Linked DNA regions of Sus scrofa: regions 1 and 2 are each linked to region 3. Evidence: chromatin contacts called from public Hi-C data. All regions are on one chromosome and are shown on one strand. The core of a region is the stretch at or near the end of the contact, and the rest is flanking DNA. Distances in the headings are between cores, read along the strand shown. Region 1 holds the start of MYH9 (myosin-9). Region 2 overlaps MYH9 (myosin-9). Region 3 holds the start of TXN2 (thioredoxin 2).

Region 1 (2,700 bases), core at 146-2,645, 100 kb before region 3:
GACAACAACCCCAGCGCTCACCCTGCCCCCAACTCAACACAGCCGGCAACGTGGTCCAGCGGGGTTCTCGGTCTCCGTTTGAGACGCCGGGGCTCTGGGAGAGCTGGGAGGGGGGGGTGCAGTCCTGCCCTGGGCGCGGCCCCAGGACAGCAAGGGGTGAGCACCCAGCCCAGGGAAATTGACGGGGTGGGGGTGGGGGATAAGTAGAAAGCCCTGGATCTGGCCCAAACAGGGACGATGCAACAGCCCAGGCCAGGTCGTGAAGGAGCTGGGAGCAGCTCTCCCCGCCCCCGCCCCGGTGGGTCGGCCCGCAGGTGCGGTGGAATCAGGTGCGCGCCGGGACCTCGGAGATGGCTGCGGGCCTTCCCGGGCCTGTCTCTCCCGGGGATAAGTCAAAGGATGAGGGTCAGCGGGGGAAAGGCAAGTCTTTCCTTCCTCGAGCCCGGATCCCCGCCAGGTCCCTCTTCCCGGTGCACCCACCCGCACCTCGCCCGGTCCCCCTCCTCCCCCTGCCGATCACAGACGGGCAAATAAGGAAGTCGGTAGCGGAGGGCGGAAACTGAGCGGAGCTCAATGTCTGCTGCAGGATTGTCCGATTCTGAGTCAGTAGGACGCCCTGACAGCTGCCAAACGGTCCCTGTCTGTCCGTTACCTCGGTTTCGAAAACGCCTGGAAACTTCCAAAGAAGCCCGGGCTCCAAGACCCCCCTCCCTACTCTCACCCACGCGGCTGGGTCCGAGGCACAGAGGCTCCCGGAAGGGGTTAAAAAGTTTGCCTAACTTGGGCACTGGGCGAGGCGAGGGCGGGGCCCGTGCCCCGGCAGCTGGGGTAGGTCGAGGCTGCCGGGTGCCCGGCAGGCGGAGTGCGCCGACGGGAGAGTGGAGAGGATTGGGGGTTTCCGGGGAGCGCCCGGCCCCGAAGACTTCCTCTGCTCCCGAGGCCTCGCTTCCAGGGGCGCCGTCCCCTAGCGCCCGCGCAAGGGTCCCGGACCCTCTCCGCGAAGGATGCAGTGCCCCGGCCGGGCCCCGCAGCGTTCGTGCCCGCCCAAGTCGGTCACTGGCCGCGAGGCGGCCGAGAACCACAGGTCTGCCGGCTTGCTCCAGACGCCGCGCTTCCCGTCGCCCCCGCCCCCGCCCGCCTGCCCGGGCGGGACCCGCCGGTGGGGCTAGCTCACCTGAACCTGGATCTGCCCGAGGGAACTGAAGCTGCTTCTCCCGAGAGGGCTTTCTCTAGAGCTCAGGCGACAGTGGAGTGGGGCGAGCGCGCGAGGCGGGAGCTGCAGCAGGTCAGCCTCGCTCAGACTTCGGTGCCCTGCCCAGGAACCGCGGTGATCTGCGCGCCTCACCGCACCCTGCTCAGCTCCTCGCCTCCTTCCCGCCCCGCCCTCGCAGTGCCCGCCCATTCGGAGCCCAGCGCCGGCTGTGGGGCGGAGCCTGGAGGGACGTACACGCCCCCCAGGCTGTTGCACCCACTCCAGCCCGCTTGTGGTTAAGATGGACAGGCACCTGGACCTGTAAGAAGGAGGCGGGAGGAGCCTGTGGGGCCAGAGGGGTGGGATTCATCCTCCCCATCCGCCCCCACCTCCGCCTTCTGCACCTTCCCCCGCGCTTCCTAGGCGCGAGCCCCGCCCCCTAGGGCGGAACCAAAGAGCATCCAGGTTCCAGGAACCGGATTGACACAGTGAGAGTCCAATCAGGAGGAGGAGACTCTCAGCGGGCTCCAGGCCGGGATTTTGGTGCACTGCCCGAGCCAGGGCGAGGTGGGGCGGGAGGAGGCTGGGAAGGTCCGGGATTCTGACACCCCGCCCCGCGAGCTGATTTCCGTGACCCATGTCATCCTACCAGAACACATATGAAGTACCATATATGGGAAAAGTGCTGTTTTACAATTAAGATGGCCTGTGGGGGCGGACATGGACTCAGCCCTGGATCCGTTGTGGGAGCCCTGAGTTCGATCCCTGACCCTCTTTTTAGAGTGGGCCGGGAGTCTTTCAGCCTCCAGACCGTTGCTCAAACGGGTTCCCTCAGCCTGGAGTGCTGCTCTTTACCTCTATCTTCCTTTCAGATATTTTTGCAAAATGTTTTCTTAGGTTTTTTTCCTAGGTAGGCAAAGCACACTTTGTTTTTTTTTCGGTTTCTGCCTACAAGAGGATTAAATTTTTTAATTTTTAAAAGAATTGTTTACATTTTTAATCCATTTGGAATTCATTCTGATTTTGAAGTGGGAAAGAAATCTAACATAATTTTTGTGATAGCCAGCTGTCCACACACCATCACCACCTACCGAACTCATATATTCTTGGATCTATTTCTGAGGTGTATCCATTGATCTTTCTGTGTGTTCCTGTGCCAGTTCCACAATGCTTTAAGGATGGTAGCTTCATAATACATTATATATCTAAAGGGGCAAATTTCTCATTACTCTTTCTTTTTGGAATGTTCTTCCGATCATGACTAAACTATTCTTCCAAATGAACTTCAAAAGAAGTGCGATCTAAAGTCAAGAGAAAACTGGAAAACAGATTTTGCAACTCTGTGACAAAGAATTATTATCAATGATGTGTAAAGAACTCTTCTACGGCCATTAAAAAATAAATAAGTAAATAACTCCAAAATAAAAATGACCGAAAAGAAAAAGATGACTTAAAAAGAAGAAGTAAGGAGTTCCTGTCGTGGCTCAGTGGTTAACGGATCCGGCTAG
Region 2 (2,700 bases), core at 96-2,595, 120 kb before region 3:
AGGGTGCACCTGGGTGCAGGGCCTGCACCCAAGGAACACAGACCATCAAAACTGACACCAGAATTTAGAGCAGGCGGTGGGGCGGCGGGCGGGCGGGGCAGGAGCCAGAGAGGAGGCTGGCGGAGGGGGATGTGTGCAGCTGCTCACTCGGTATCTTATCAGCCCCTCGGAGGAATGTGGACTTTATTTTAGGGATGGGGGTGGGGGTTGGGGGTGACATCATTGGATTTGTATTTTAAAAAGATCACCCTCCCTGACCTCAATTTAGGGGGGCAACCAGAAGTCGGCAGTTGGAAAGTACCCCGCATCAGCCAGGAGGGGGCTTCCAGTCCCACGACAGGGCTACCGAGAAAGAGGTCACCCGCCACAAGAGAGGCACAAAGGCAGGCACAGACTTCAACCTCGGAGCTACTATCAGAACAGCCCCCCTCAGTCATGTCCTCCTAAGTGAGAAGGGACCCAGCATCCCAGGAACACTCCAGCACAGATCTGCATCCTGTGTCATGGGGACCAAAGTGCCCGCTGGGCCTCCACGAAGACACCATCCTGACCTTAGGGCCACAAGGCACAGTCCTTTTTGGGGGGCGGGGGGAGTTCCCAGGCTAGGGGTCTAACTGGAGCTGCAACTGCTGGCCCACGCCACAGCCACACCAGATCCTTAACCCACTGAGCAAGGCCAGGGATCAAACCAATGTCCTCATGGGTTCGTTACCACTGAGCCACAACGGGAACTCCCCACCAGGTAGGGTCTTAAAGAATCAGCTCACGGGGCAGGAAGCAGTTAAGAGTTGCAACACGGCTCTGCTATTCAAGAATTCTACCATAGGCAGCATGATGGTCCCTCCCACCTAAAGAGAAAGACCCCAGGGCCTTCCCTCAACAAGGCCTCCAACTACCTTTCCAGCCCCACTTCTCGTCCCCTGCCGGACACTCTCATTCTGGCCTCGGCTCCCCAGGGGACAGTCTTGGCTCCATCACAATCCCCACTCACCCAGGCAGCCTTTCCTAACACCCAGTGCGTTATCCCTCTCGCCCTCTCCGCCCGCAGGCCTGCTCCAGCACAGTCTGCCTGTCCCAGAACCACAGCCCTCTCTGCTTGTCCCCAAGGGCCCTAGAACTTCCTGAAGGCGAGGATGGGCCCTCTACTCCACACTCAGAGAGGGTCAGGAGCCTCCGCCCGTGCGTGTGGAAGTGAACTAGACTGTTGAGGACGCCTGGGTTCGCAGCTCGCATTGTGTCCTCGGGAAGCCGGCCGTCCAGGAGAGCAGCTGCTCCCTCCTAGGCCCTCCTGTCTGGTGTCAGGCACATCAGCAATGCAGCTCTCAGCAATGCAGCTCTCTTTTACAGGGAAGAGGCCAGGCAGGCAGCCGCTGGCTGGACCTATGGCTCAGTCGTCTGTCTGCGCTGGACCTTGACTTTGCTTTTAATTGGCTCAATATTTGTGCAGTGAGATCACACATGTGCCTCACCTACTTGGTAAGGAGCTTCTACTCAGCTGCCCAAGAGAAAGTGCAGGGAAGTCTTTTCAGAAATGGGGGTGGGGCCCCCCTCCCAAGCAGTCAGGTACAGATTATCACTCCCCCACCCCACCCCCCCATGCACTCCAGGTTTCACAAGGGTGACAGAACTGCTTGGCTTCCTTCCCGTCAGGAACTGCACACTGAACACATCACCGTGCCCTCCCGCAGAGAGCACCCCCCCCCGCCCCCACCCCCGCCCCAGCCTAGCAGAGCTTCACACACGAGAACCTTCGGATTCCTGCAGTGAAGTTATTCCTTCCCTTCGGTTCTGCTGATAGGACAGTTTTTCTTTCCCCAAGCATGTGAACACAGTTTGCTGAGACCCAACGCAGAAAAATAACCATACTGAGAAGATTTAATTATACAGCCGCTGTCTCTATGGGAAAGTGCAACAGGCTGGTTTCCTGAGTCCACAGCACGGTGGCCGAGAAACCAATCCGGGGTCAGAAATGAAAGACAATTATGAAGACCACTCAGCCCGGGACCCACCGGGCCTTTGGCAGCTGGTTATTCTGAGTAACGTTTAAATGATCCAAAAAACAAACAAAATCCCTGAGTATCGTAGCCACTACCACCAACAGCCATCTCGATCCCATTCCTGCTGGGCTGAGAGCTTAAGGCCATCATGGGCCCGCCTGCGTAGGGACTGAGCAATACATTATGACCTGAAAACATGGGGAAGGTTCCAGTCTCCCCAAAATTCCAAACTTCAAGGACCACGCCCAGCAGACTCTCTGCCACCCATTCTTCAAGGGCCTAAGGTTAAGCCCAGTAATCCTGCATCTTATTTTCCAAACCCAAGTGACAGACTCTCTTTAGCAGACAAGGCAGGAAAGGCCCAGAATGGGCTGAGCCTTCTCTGTGGCCACCCAGGATCATATATGATCACGGTTCTCAGTCTTCTCAGTCCCCCTTCCAGCTAAAGCTGATGTACACTAATGTCCGTTTTGTTTCTAAGAGACGCAGGACTGGCCAGAAGGTCAACGATCTTCCTGGATTGATCGAGCAGTCATTTAAGTCGACTCTGAAAGGGAGAGAGACCTGCCAAGTGGTGATAACTTATTCATGACCTTTTCGGAAGGCGTCTTAGAAAGAGGCAGACTTAGGAGGCAGCCAGACTGGCCTGGAAGCTGCAGACCCACCACTTTACTAAGAGAACAGGGACCCTGGGGCCTGGGCT
Region 3 (2,759 bases), core at 129-2,628:
TACACTAATCTTTGAGATAAGGGATTCGGTCTCACCGATCTCTATGTGAGAAGCATCAAACATAGTACTGAGACATAGCAGGTGCTCAATAAATACCAGAACAAGTGACACCCAGTCTTCTACTGACCCCCCCAGGACTCACTGTGCATGGAAATCCACAACCACTGGCGTCTCACTGTTGACAACTCGGTCTTGAAAGTCAGGTCCATCCTGGATGTTAAAGGTTGTTGTACAGACCTGGGTAGTGTATAATGACCGGGCTTGGCTGGGTGTTCCTGTCAGGTTACTAAGGCTGAGCTGTGGGGTCTGCAGGGCTCTGGAAGCGAGGGGTGCCCACCGACTATGAGAGGGCTTCCTGGAGACTACAGAGGCCAGGAACCTCCTCAGGAGAAGACGCTGAGCCATCTGTGAAGGGAAGAGGTAGGAAGAGTAGGGGCAAAGAACAGGAAGTCAACACACCAGAAATCAGAAAGGTATGTGGGAGTACCAGGGGGCTCAAGATGCAGGGCCAGAAACAAAATGTTGGGAAATAATACATAAGACTTCTGGAGGAAAAGTGAGTAAAGAATGAGAATCAAGGGGAAAAAGGAATCGAAAACCAGGATGGGAAAACTAGGTCGACAACCCAAAAAGCAGGATATTGGTGAAATTACAACAGACGGAAGGGGGGAAGGAATCAATATTTATGGAGCACCTGCTAAGAGATAGGTATCTTACAGGCATTAGAGTCCTCCCAGATCAACGATGAAGAAGTTTCTACTGTACTACTGCTCATATTATAGATAAGGACTTAGAAGCTCAAGCAAATTGTGACATATCCAAAGCAACCCAATTATTAAAGGAGAGTCGACACTAGAGCCCACGACAGTCTGAAAAGTCCTTACTCTATCGATTACTCTTTTAAAAGGAGTTTTAATGGGAAATTAAAGACAAAGGAGAGTTGTCAAAGGTTCAGGAAAGAAGACAAGCAACAATTCAAATAGGAACGAAGTGACACGGGAGCAGGTGGGGGGGGAATTAATAAAGAAGGGACGTGTGTGTGGAAGGAACTGGGAACCCCGGCTCCCCGAATGGCAAGTTCCTCCCACCCAGGGTTTCTGCCCGCTCGGCCATCGGCCTGCATGGGAACGCGCCTGCAGAGGCGCCTCAGCCGCGATACCACTTCGAACCATCCCCACAGGGCCCCTACCTCCCAGCAACGAGAGCGAAGCGACGCACAGCACGGCCCGCCCCACCGGTCAAGGGCACTTCTGTCGTCACTTCCTGAGGGGCGGGCCTTAGCGTCACTTCCGGGAAAGGCAACCTGAGCAAGTCCTCAACTAGAGGGCAGGCACGGGCGGAGCCTCCGTTAGGGACCGGAAGAGAAGCGTTCTTGAAAAGAGACACCGGAAGATGGGCGGGCTCTTAGGGGAGGAACCGGAAGAGGGGCGGATCATTGGGGAGGGACAGGAAGAGGCCGGAGGGCTCCGGAGGAGGGTCCGGAAGAGGAGGGGAAGGAGGCGGGAGTGCCAGGGAGGGGGGGGGGCGGAGAGAAGGGCGGTGGGGAGGCGTGGTCCTCGAGTTTGCAAACACTTGCTGACCAGCATGTCCACCCTTTTGTCTCATTGTCCTAATGTCGCTTCGAAGCAAAAGACTTCAGTTGGGAGTCCAGAGAACGCTGACTCGTATTTGTCATATGTGACTGTATAACTTCGTGGTTTCGAGCAAGTCTTCCTGCCCTTGGGGACTTCAGTTTCCCAAAATGTGACATGAAAAGCTCAGCTTGTCTTCCACCCTTGTCTCTTTGGGATTGCTGAGAAACTGGGCCCAGACAAGATGCCAACTGGTAGTGATACTTGGAGGGCCTGCCTCTGAGGCCCCAGGCAAAGTGTGATGATCCCTGAATCTACCTGGGCCTGGGCCTTCCTTTCTCACCCATTGTCGCTGTCATGGACAACAGGAGTCTAGGCATTTGTGTGTCTCAGGCTGGTCTCACAGCCACCCCTTGTCTCCCTTGCACCCTTTACCTATGTTAGAGCAGGAAAGGGCTGTGGGGTTTCAGAGCAGAAATAGAGGCAGAGAGTCCAGAGCGTTGAGGCTTCAAGTAGGTTTACTGAACAGAAGATGGCCAGAAGCACTGAGAGAAAGCACAGGCTCCCTGGTATTAGCGGGGGAATAGGTTTTATAGAGGCTTGTGGCTAAAGTAACCAGTGTCAGGGCTGGCATCAGGCTACATGGGAGGGGTAGGAGGAGAGGTGAGGGGTTGTAACAATGTTCCATGATATGGTGGGAACTGAAGATTAGCAAAGACAAAATGCAGTTAGGGCAGTCATCATTCCAGAACAGGCTGCTCTTGGTTGAACAAGATAAGGGAGTCGGCAGTTTGAGGGATTAAATCTGGCTCTAAGACCTTACAACCACTCATAACTTCTTATGGTTCTATGAATAAATCAATGCTTCTCCCTCCTCCCTGCCTTTGCTTAACTTGAAAGCCTTTTTTCTATGTCCACTCGGTAGAACACCTACTCATACTTCTTGAGCAGCATTAATTGCCTTTTTCTCTCTGGTGCTTTGTCCATAACACACTGCACAGTGTCTGTCTCTCCCGTGAGACCATATGCTCCCTGAGCATAGGGATCTCCAGCTTTTACACATGTCCATACACCCAGCACCAACCTGATACAACCTGGCTCACCAAGGATGTTCCATAGATGCTTATTAAGCTGAGTGTATTTTTCCTCTTCTTTTTTTTTTTTTTTTTTTGGCCACACCTGCAGCAT

What was found. Hi-C and Micro-C count contacts between places; a contact is called where the count stands out from the background.
Region 1: a Hi-C map of liver shows a contact between it and region 3, with 4 times the contacts expected there. The contact joins the promoter of MYH9 here to the promoter of TXN2 in region 3. A contact is called at or near these places in 3 of 5 promoter capture datasets (fetal liver, fetal skeletal muscle and liver), 20 of 47 Hi-C or Micro-C datasets (alveolar macrophages, blood, embryonic fibroblasts and 12 more) and 2 of 2 datasets of contacts at active chromatin or transcription factors (alveolar macrophages and skeletal muscle).
Region 2: a Hi-C map of liver shows a contact between it and region 3, with 2.8 times the contacts expected there. The contact joins the enhancer-like site here to the promoter of TXN2 in region 3. A contact is called at or near these places in 16 of 47 Hi-C or Micro-C datasets (adipocytes, blood, embryonic fibroblasts and 10 more) and 2 of 2 datasets of contacts at active chromatin or transcription factors (alveolar macrophages and skeletal muscle).

What each region holds. Positions count from the first base shown.
Region 1 is chr5:11,364,298-11,366,997 of Sscrofa11.1, reverse strand. It overlaps MYH9 (myosin-9), which reads right to left and starts at 1,395. Exons shown (of 45, transcript XM_021091538.1): 1 at 1,175-1,395.
Region 2 is chr5:11,384,721-11,387,420 of Sscrofa11.1, reverse strand. The region is part of intron 1 of MYH9 (myosin-9); the gene reads right to left. Among named protein-coding and RNA genes, the nearest start is that of MYH9, 20 kb to the right of the region's middle. Within about 2 kb of position 1,345, at least 37 of the 83 cell types and tissues checked have an H3K27ac peak or open chromatin away from gene starts, as enhancers often do. A contact at or near this core is called in fetal liver, liver, mesenteric adipose tissue and 1 more, where this site is marked.
Region 3 is chr5:11,263,089-11,265,847 of Sscrofa11.1, reverse strand. It overlaps TXN2 (thioredoxin 2), which reads right to left and starts at 1,378. Exons shown (of 4, transcript NM_001243705.1): 1 at 1,190-1,378; 2 at 143-405. The coding sequence starts at 405.